Linked DNA regions of Rattus norvegicus: region 2 is linked to region 1. A link is a contact called in public Hi-C data. All regions are on one chromosome and are shown on one strand. Each heading gives the region's core, a stretch centred on a gene start, on an enhancer-like site or on the middle of the called end of the contact. The rest is flanking DNA. Distances are from core to core; before and after follow the strand shown. Region 1 has its middle 130 kb from the start of Peli2. Region 2 has its middle 89 kb from the start of Peli2.

The links. A called contact is a pair of places that touch in the nucleus more often than the background predicts.
Region 2: a contact with region 1 is called in a Hi-C map of kidney, with 1.7 times the contacts expected there. The contact joins two enhancer-like sites. A contact is called at or near these places in 3 of 12 Hi-C or Micro-C datasets (hepatocytes, kidney and liver).

What each region holds. Positions count from the first base shown.
Region 1 is chr15:23,745,564-23,750,388 of GRCr8, forward strand. No RefSeq gene overlaps it. Among named protein-coding and RNA genes, the nearest start is that of Peli2, 130 kb to the right of the region's middle. Within about 2 kb of position 2,293, at least 5 of the 93 cell types and tissues checked have an H3K27ac peak or open chromatin away from gene starts, as enhancers often do. A contact at or near this core is called in kidney, where this site is marked.
Region 2 is chr15:23,781,041-23,786,458 of GRCr8, forward strand. No RefSeq gene overlaps it. Among named protein-coding and RNA genes, the nearest start is that of Peli2, 89 kb to the right of the region's middle. Within about 2 kb of position 2,946, at least 3 of the 93 cell types and tissues checked have an H3K27ac peak or open chromatin away from gene starts, as enhancers often do. A contact at or near this core is called in kidney, where this site is marked.

The sequences.
Region 1 (4,825 bases), core at 1,043-3,542:
GCTTTGTTCAGAAGTATCAAACAGAATGGCTAGAGAATAGGACCGTAACTGTATCCCATTTCAGGATTAAGCAACGAGGAAACGGGAGCCAGACCTGGAAAGGAAAATGTCCTTGCAAATGATCAATCGCAGATAGGACTTAAAACACCCAGCTGTCATCGTGCCACGGGATTGTCTGCCACCTTTGAACAAACTGCTGAGGACTCTTTTGCATTTATATCAGGTTTTAAAGATAATAGATGCCATTCTTCCTGCTCAAATGAATTGTAATTTCACAACTGCTTTGAAGATAGCCCTTCTTTCTTTGTATCTGTGGAAATGAACAACCTCTTGCCCGGACACATCCCCAGCCTCGTACCTGTTTAGTAGAAAAAGGGTTTGTTTGCTCTGGTTGATTAGTGATTTTATTTCAGAAGGACAGGACTGATTCCAAGCGGTGCCGACACCAGGATCAAAGCTGGCTCTTCGTACAATATGCTGGGGTGTCAGAGGCAGGCAAGCTGTTTATGTATCCACTGGGCTAAATTAGTGTCATTATCACTTCGGCAAAGCTTAGATTTTACTGTGTTCTGTGCTAAAGAACCCAATTATGGTATCTGCTGGACGGTGTATTAAATGACACCATTTAATTAAAGCCTAATCTCTCTCTCTCTGGATAAGCAATATTTGAAGTTATTAAACATTCTTTCATTCAATTACTGCAAATCTCTGACCGTTTTGGAGAGCAGGAAAGAAACTCATCTGGCACCCGGAAGTCCCGGGAGAATGACTGCTGTTTTGTGTTGTGTTTAGGACTCGGTACCCCGTCACAGTCACCCAGGACAGAGCTTCCAGTTTGAAAATTCTACAGATTTGCTTCTCAGGTTTTTGAGCAGCAGAGGACCCTGTCTGTGACTCTCACTGGTTTTCTCCAAGGACTGAGGCCTAATAGAGACCTCAGAAAAGAACCCATTCAAAGGCATAAAGCCATTAAAGAAATACAATTCCCGTGCCAGGGGCTGAGCCCTGTGACTGAGATGACAGCAATTCATTCTGAATGAGTATCTCATCCTGAAACGCAAGAATTAAAATGAGCTTCGACAGTGAACTCTAGAGACAACCTGTAATAGAAGAATTTTTTTTTACTTTTAGAAGAAGAAGTGAGCTAAAGAGACAAAGCTAGTTGGTGGGCCATGAAAGGATCCTCATTCTCTTCAGTTACCTGATTTTGCCATGGAGAAACCAGGGACACGCAATTTAGCTAACTGCCAACAGTGGCCACTAGCCAAATACCAACAGCACGCAGCTTCTGAGGCATCGTGATGTCACAGCACATGCGGGGTGAAGGTGTTTGTCAGCCTTTCGGGCCAGCCATGAAATCCCAGCGAGAGAGGAGCCTGTGTGTCACAGAAGCGGGGCAGCCAGCTTCAACCCTAGGACCGAGAACCAAGCTTTGCTCATAACCAGTGTTCTGCTTCAGATCTGAGAAAGATTAATAGTCAGATGTGTTCATGGACATGGCCAAAGTGCAGGCTGGAGGTCCTGTGTGCATGGATTCCCTTGGTTAATGAATAAAACCTCATGGCACTTGTTTTCCTGGTGTTACCCTTTTATAAGGTAACTCCGATATAGCTTTTATGGGCCTGTAGTTAGGGAATGTATGCTGTGTCTGAAGTTCATTGTCACGGCTGAGGTGAATGGGGTAAGTCTAGGAGTCCTTCATTTAGTCATTCAGTTGACAAATGCTCTATGTTCCCACGATAGAGACAGTCCTTTCCCAGATAGACTCAAATTCGGATTCCCAGCCCGTCTTTGTTAACTGTTTGGTACTATGCGTCTTACTTAACTCTCTCACTGTGATACAAGACTAACAACACGCATCTCATGGGATTGGGGTAAAAATTGAGAGTCATTTCGGTGTCTTCTATGTGACTATACATAGAAGTGATAAATATGGGATGACTATTGACAGCGTTCTTCCTTGAACTGTACTCTGGCATAGAGGCTAGATATAGGAAGTTCCAGTTTATTTAAAAAAAAAAAAAACAACAACACTCAAATGAATCAGCGAAAGTTAATGCTGGCTTGTGTGGGGGACAACACACTTCACTACCGACATACACACGTATGCATGTACATAGATACAGATATGACTTTCTAACTTCAAGCATGCATATAATCTAGCATGCTTTCTAGTTGTTTACTGCGGTAAGATGTCTTTCTGTGCTGGAAGAATTTCCAGTATGGGGTGAAATGGCTGGATGTAATCATCAGGTTGAGTTACTTACACGAAGCCAGTTACTAGCTCTCTGCCAACTAGAGCTGTGCCCTCAGGCCCTGCTTGATTGGCAGCCCATTGCTATACTCCAGGGGAGCATAGTTCATCCAAATAACTTGTCTCTCACTTTCCAATTCTAACGTGAGAAGGGACTGCAGCTAGATGGTCTCTTAGTGATAAACGGACAATGGGTATTCACTGTCCTGCTTCTTGGCAGAAACAATGGCTAGGCTATGTACTGTGAGGATATTACAGAGGGCAACCTGAAGAATAGAATACTCAGGAAACTTGAAGCAGACTCCGAGGTAAGGCTGGTAGAAATGTGTCTGAGTGGTCTTGTTTATTGACCCCGGACTGGGGTTGAAAGGCAATAGAAAATGTGTAGAGATTGAAAACCGTAACACAACCTTAAGATGACGAATGAGTTGTGTTGTGCACAAGTCATGTTTACTGGGATAGAATGACTGAAATAAAAAAATAGGCATCTACAGGGAGGCCTGGGCACACTCGCTGGCGAGACGAAGGTGTATTTAGAGTCAGGAAGCTAATGATACAAAAAGCCTTTCCAGGCAGTGGTGGAACCCAGAGTGATTCATGGGCCTAGCTAATCTCTGCGCTGTTGAACTGGATCACCTGCTGTTTGAAGATTCCCACCTGTCCCTGGTTCTCGAGAACACATTTTCTATTAAACAGCTCATATCTCCATCCCTCCCTCTCTTCCTCTAGCCTTTTCACTTTTAATTTATTTGTTTCTTGAGACAGTCTTCATAAACAGTCCAGCTTGGCTTCAAACTCATGATCCTCCCACCTCCCGAGTGCTGGGACAATTGGCATGTGGTGCCATGCATGGCTCCCTTTTTACTTTAGACATTATATCAGCCTAGAATCTTCCAAAGCATGGCTGACAACCTGTTTACCAAGTCTGCTCTGTCCCACCTCCTCTAGCGTGCCCATTTCTCATACCCATCTTTGCATTTTCACTGATATCTCTAATCTAAAACCTGCAACTCCATGTATGAGCTATTGAGAGGGACCCTCAAGCGTCCCAGTTATTATTTATTTATTTATTTATTTAGTTAGTTAGTTAGTTAGTCAGCTTGACATAGTATAGATTCATTTGGTAAGAAGGAACTCGCCCCCATCAAATTGGCCTGTGAGCAAGGCTGTGAGGCCATTTTTTACAAACAGTTGATGTGGGAGGATCCAGCCCATTGTAGACTGTGTCTCTTCCGGGCCCTTGGCCCTGAGCTGTGAAAGAAAGCAGGCTGAACAAGCTCTAGGGAACAGGGCAGTAAGCAGCGCCCATCCCTGTCCTCTGCATTGGTTCCTGCCTTGAGTTCCTGCCCTGACTTCCTTTGATGATGGGCTGTGATGTGAAACTGAAACTATTCCCCTCATGCCCACAAGTTGCTCTTGGTCATGGTGTTTGTCATGCAACAAAAGCCTAATTAAGACATGGAGCTAGGACTTGGCCTCCTCGTCTTTCCTTGTTCTGGCTCAACCATCCATCCATACTGCTGGTTGATTTTTAATTCCTGTAGAGATGCTTTGAATATATCGTCCCCTTTAGCTAAACCTCCAGTGGTTTCCTAGCGCCCGTGGTCCTAACAATGTAAATTTCACCTTGCTCACTTGGGTTATTATTTAGTCCATCAAGAATTGCTTATGACACCAACCTTGCCTTTTGTGAACTTGCAGTATGCACAGAGTCTGCATAACCAAGGTATTTCTTCCTCTATCCAACAAGGCAATAAACCCCTTTGAGAGTGGGGTCGGGCCTCAGGGTTCTCTTCTCTTTCTTCTTCCAGCAGAACTCATTGAACTGGGTGCTGAGGGAGCGCTTCATATTCCCGCATTTGGTTAAGACATGTAGATGTGATCATTGGGGAATGTGGGAAAGAGACACAGCCTCCAGGGTTGTGTTAATCCTAGGTTAAATGATGTCCCCAAAACCCACAAAGTGAGGAGGCATCTGCAGAGATGAGTTGGTAGAAGACTGGAGCAGAAGAAGACACACAGCGGGCATTAGTGGATTTTGTCACATGGGAGCCGGCCCCCTCTCCAGCTACATCGTCCTTTTACTTGGTAATATTTCCCAATATTGTAAATTATTACAACTATGGATTATTATTATTATTACTATTATTACTATTATTATTATTATTAACCATGTCAATGCACATGCTATGCCCTGTATCAGTTTCCGAGTCAAAGAGGAGCACAGCTCAGATTCACTGGGCTCAGTAGGAGCTGGACCCCCAGAGAACCCTCTTCCTCTTGTGCTCCGGAGACTGTAGATGGACAGAAGTTGCTAGCGGTTGGTCTTTCTGCTACCACAGGCCAGAGTCTGTGTTCACGCGCCCAGCACAGAGGGGCGTGGGCCACAGTGGAGTGTTGCTCCTAGACCCAAGCTGCAGTGGAAGACAGTCTGACTGAGGGGTGTCCTTGATGTTGGTGCTTTGTCTTCCGGGTTACCAGACAGTGTACCTACCTCCTGTTTATTTTATATCTTCATATGCCACACACATGATTTTGGTGACTCCTAGAGGCTTTAAAGGTATAATCCTG
Region 2 (5,418 bases), core at 1,696-4,195, 36 kb after region 1:
ATTGGCCATACCACAAACTTTAGTTTCCCTTACAATGCCAAGCATACAATGTTGTTCTAATTAAAAGATGGGAAAAACCAATGTTTTTGTCGTAATTGTTTTCCTGTCCCTCCTATCCTTTTTTTTCTCTTTGCTGATGGCTAGTCAACTTTTTACACATCTATGTATTGTGTGTGGTGCTAGGAACTGAACACAAGGCCATGAATACGTTAGGTGGGCAAGGTATCTATTCTGAGCCCGGTGTTTTGTTTAATGGAGAAAGAGACTCAGAACATTTGTATAGCTACTTTGTAGAATACAGGTTAATTCCATCCCTACCATGACTTCATCGTGTGTGCACTAGCTCTCTTCCTATCAACTCTCAAAATATTTTAGCCTTCTCTTTATCTTGATCATCTTTAGATATAAAGAAGTCAAAGTGATATAGCTAAGGGCACAGACTCTGAAGCGAGAGTTCTTGACTGCCAACATCTGGCTATGTCCCTTTCTAGATGGAAAAGGCTAAGTAGAATGATTATCCACACAACAATCGTATGAATTATATACAACAAATGGTTGGGCAGGGGTTTGAACATGCACTGCCCTGACTGATGTCTGAGTGTTCATTACTAGGTGTCCCTCATTGTCACTGTAAAGTGACAACGGTTTGGAGTCAGTGGGATGAAAAGACATATACTCACTAAAATATAAATTTAAAACAAAATCATCAATAAAACGAAACTGGTAATAGGCCCTTGCATGGTCTCTACCTCAGGGAATAGAATGGCTGTAGTTACCACACAGATTTCTGTACTGTGCTTCCAAAGTGCTCTGTCCAAGGCCTGCTTTAAACTGCTTTAAACAAAGTGTACTAGAAATATGCACAATGTTTTACAAGCCAAACAAAAAGGTGTGTGTATGTGTGTGTGTATGTGTGTATGTGTGTGTATGTGTGTGTATATGTGTATGTGTGTGTATGTGTGTGTATGTGTATGTGTGTGTGTATGTGTGTGTGTATGTGTGTGTATGTGTGTGTGTATGTGTGTGTGTATGTGTGTGTATGTGTGTGTGTATGTGTGTGTATGTGTGTGTGTGTATGTGTTTGTGTGTGTGTGTGTGTACACAAAAAGATGACACCGTAGTGTTTTAAATCAGCTCCATTCATGACATCTAACAGATGACAGACAAACCCCGATGGCCCAAGTCAATAAAGTTCTTCTATGTCGTGGTTATTTATCTGGCTATACCAAATGCAAATAACCCAGACTCTGCCAAGAGATGAGCTATGGCCTATTTTCTTCTTCACAGGATGGCCGGGCTGTAGCTTAGCTGGGTTGTTCCTGTAGGAATGAACTTCAGAGGTGGAAATTTATTTCCTGAAGGTTTACTAGGGGAAGGCCAGGGAGCCGAGGAACAGGCTAGTCAGAAGACAGAACAGAAGGAAGAAGTTCAAGGATGCCATGGCAACAGATGCTCTAACATCCAGGGAGGGGATAAGCCATTGTGCAACCTCGACTGTCTCCACTGACCAACCTGAGGGAGGAGGGGCAGAACAATGAGGAAGTAGCTCCTCTCCGCTGTTGGCAATGCCCAAAGGCACCTTCAGCTTGGCGCCTTCAGGAGCCAGCACTCCAGAAGCCAAGGGAATGAGTATCTAAGTCCTGAAAACAGGTTCTTGGTACCAGCCCTCGCCTTTGTTAGATCACACACGAGAGTCAACATGGCCTGCATTGACCATTCTGATTAATGAAGCAGGTGACATAGAGCTGGGCAGTGGATTCTAATTCTACTGTTCAACAAGTCCCTCAATCCCAGTTACCCAGAGTTCTTCTGTGGAGATTAGATCTACTGTAATAGAAAATACCAGACTGGGTCAAGGTGGTGGTAGCATACGCCTTTAACCTCAGAACTTGGAAGGCAGAGGCAAGCAGACCTCTGTGAGTTCAAGGCCAGCCTGGTCTACGAAGCAAGTTCCAGGACAGCCAGGGCTACAAGAGAAAATGAGAGAGAGAGAGAGAGAGAGAGAGAGAGAGGAGAGGAGAGGAATTTCCAGTTCAGGTGAAAAGAGTTTCATGGAACAATTTTGCCTTCAATATCCACAGGCAGCCCTTAATTGGGGCTGATTCAAGCCCTTGAGTAAACTGTGCATATTAACTAATCCATACGGTTAGGTGAATAATAATTTCAAATTGTCAGATTGTTGTGCCCCCCCCAGCTGGACAATGAAGTGACCAAGCCCTGCATCACTCATCACTGGCCGACCAGTTCTGTGTGTAAGTCAACACAATCGCCCTGTTTCATGTGTCTCCTCCGAGATTATAGTGGGCTGGTTTGAGGAGAGATCCAGCTTTTAGGCAGCGTCTGGCTTCACGCCAAGACTCTCAAAGAGTTGTGTCTTCCTGCTTGCCAGAGGAGTAGGAAAATGGAATGGGGCAGACAGTCTGCACCCGACCTTGGGAAGAAGGCGGCAGACCCAAAAGAAACCAAGTGGATTTTCACCAGTGGCATGAGTCATTTCCCCCCCCCCCATGAGGTTAATTATTATTAATGATGTTAATTAAGAAATCGTGTGAAGTAGTTTTTTCTTGGAAAATGTGGACCGTGTGGGCCATTGGATTTTTAGCTGTCTGCTGTGATGGCGGTCTTTCAAAGCATCCTATCAGGGTTCGGTTTCTGGAGCTGTGTGCTAAGACAATGAAGACGGGGTCGGGGAGGGGTTTCCACAGCAGTATCTGCCAAGTCTAGGCTGGCCTTTAACTAATTGGGGAGCTAGAATTATTCTTGTTCACTTGAGGCCTCCTACTTGGTATTTGTAAGACAAATGAGTCAGCTGCATCATTCTCTAGCAATTAACTAGTAATTGGGGCATTTAATCAGAAACCAACTTGAAGGACTTTGGCCTGACTGGATGCCGTTGGCATGGAAAAAACATTAAGCTAGTTAGCTAGTTCGTTTCACTCACGCTATTTTCTCACCCTAAGCCCAGATCAAACACAAATTGAGCTCACAAATGAATAACTCTATAATGTGTTCAGTACTTATAAACGTGTTTTACAAAAAAAATTAATAGAGCTAGAAGCCATTATCACACAAAACACTCATGTCAATATATTCATATCCTGAGTATGGTAGCACATGACTATAATCATGAATACTGGAGAGGCTAAGACAGAAAGGTTATGAGTTCAAAGCTAGCCTGGGCTACATGGTAAAACCAAGAGAAGTTGCTTAGAGAGATAAATATAGTTGTTGAATCCAAGAAATCTCAACGGCCATACTTTATTTCTACAGAGTATAAATCAAGTGAGTAGTTCCTTCAGTTTCCTACCTAAAAACCAGAAAGCCACCTAACCTCATAACACACACATCGAAGATACAACAGAAAAGCAAGGTTTTACGATTTCTATAAAGTATAATCAGCAAAAGTCAGTAGTTAAGCCTGAATATGCACTAGAATCACCTGAAACGTCCTCAAAAGCAACGTGATTCTTTTTTTTGGAGCTGGGGACCGAACCCAGGGCCTTGTGCTTCCTAGGTAAGGGCTCTACCACTGAGCTAAATCCCCAGCCCCAAGCAACGTGATTCTTAAGTGAGCTTCATTGTGATTGAAATATAGTGTAAGGAGGTCCCTCAAGTTAAATGTTAGAAGCTGGGGTTGGGGATTTAGCTCAGTGGTAGAGCGCTTACCTAGGAAGCACAAGGCCCTGGGTTCGGTCCCCAGCTCCGAAAAAAAGAACCAAAAAAAAATGTTAGAAGCTTGGTTCTCAGCGTGATGAGGCTAAAAACCAGCAGAATCGCTAAAACATGGATCTTAATTCAAACTAATTAGGCAATTAACTGGGATACAACTGGAAGCTCTCATTGGATGCAAGTTAGTTCCCCCAGAAAGGACTGTTCTAAAAATAAGATAGCCATTGCCTTCTCTCTGGCCCCCTGCCTTGCTGTGGGATCAATTCTGCAGGCATTCCTGCTATAGGGACACTATCCACCCATGAGTTCCCATCACCAGAGGCGATGACTCTGCCTTGTCCTTGAGCCTCCTAAACTCAGAGCAAAATAAGTCTTTGTGCTTTTTGCATTACTCAAATGTTCAAGTCTTGCTCCTGCTGCTGTGCTAAAACATCCCAACCAAAAACAACTTAGGGGAGGAGGGAGCTCATTTAGCTTACAATTCCGGGATACTGACAGTCCATCACAGAGGGGAAGTCAAGGCAGGAACTGAACCGACTAGTCACATCACGCCCACAGTCAAGAGCAAGTGCATCCGTGCCTCCTGTTTATGGTGTTGCTTATGCTCAGCAAGCTTCTTCACACACACACACACACACACACACACACACACACACACACACACACCAATAGTCCTGCACCGCCTTCACAGGGAATGATACCACTCACAGTGGGTCTTCCCAAACCAATCAACCAACAAAACAATTCCTCACAGACATGTATACAGACCAACCTCCAACCTGATCTGGGCAATTCCTCAGTTAGGACTCTCTTCTCGGCTCAGGTGTTGGCAAATTGGCACTTAAAAACACCAAGAAGCACACCAGCCTTGGAACACTTAGATTAATTAAATGTGAGCATTTGGTTGTTGGACCATTGCATCAATTTTTATAACAAGTTGGATTAAGTTAATGTGTCAAGAAGTGCTAACGTCAGCAATAACATTTTTTTTTATTTAACTTTAATTGATGGATACGAAATGTGGGATCTATAGATGTAGGTGTAGAGGGATGAGCTCACCTTGGGTGTGTAAGAGGAAGAAAGCATCTTAGAGCCAACTGAATTTGGCTCTATGAGTTCTTCTATACTGAGAAATGGACGACCTTTCTTGCAAGCAGACAGAGCCATAGAAGAGAGGCCTCGGCCTCTTATCAGCCCTCCTAACCTTGAACATCATCATCCTTGTCCTGTCACAAGGCAGACTAGGGAAACCCCAGACGAAGAATGAAGCAGAGTTTGAACTGGGCGTTCTACCCATTTCTCGTTGACTCCTAGTACAGTTCCAAGGCAGGAGCTTAGTCAGTCCACCAGTGTATTTGGCTGGTTCATGTGTGGTCCTTTCAAGGCCTTGCCATCTATCTGCCCCATACTGAGGTTGGTAAGCCCAGGCTAACCTAAGCATTTCTTGCCCAGCAGACCAAGAGCCATCTCTGGATAACATTCCTTCTCTTGGTCTTAATTACCATGGAGTGATGCTGTCTCGGTTCTTTGTCTGGGGCTTTGATAAAATACCCTGACAAAAGCAATTCAAGGCAGGAAAACCTTTCCATCATAGAGGGAAACCAAGTATCAGGCAGGGACTTGAGGTGCTGAGTACGTTGCATCAAATCAAGAAGCAGAGAAAGATGGATGCGAGCCTTGGCTCCCTCTCCCTTTCTCCACATGTACAGTCCAGGACCTGAGCCAAGGAAAAGGCATGACGGTACCCAC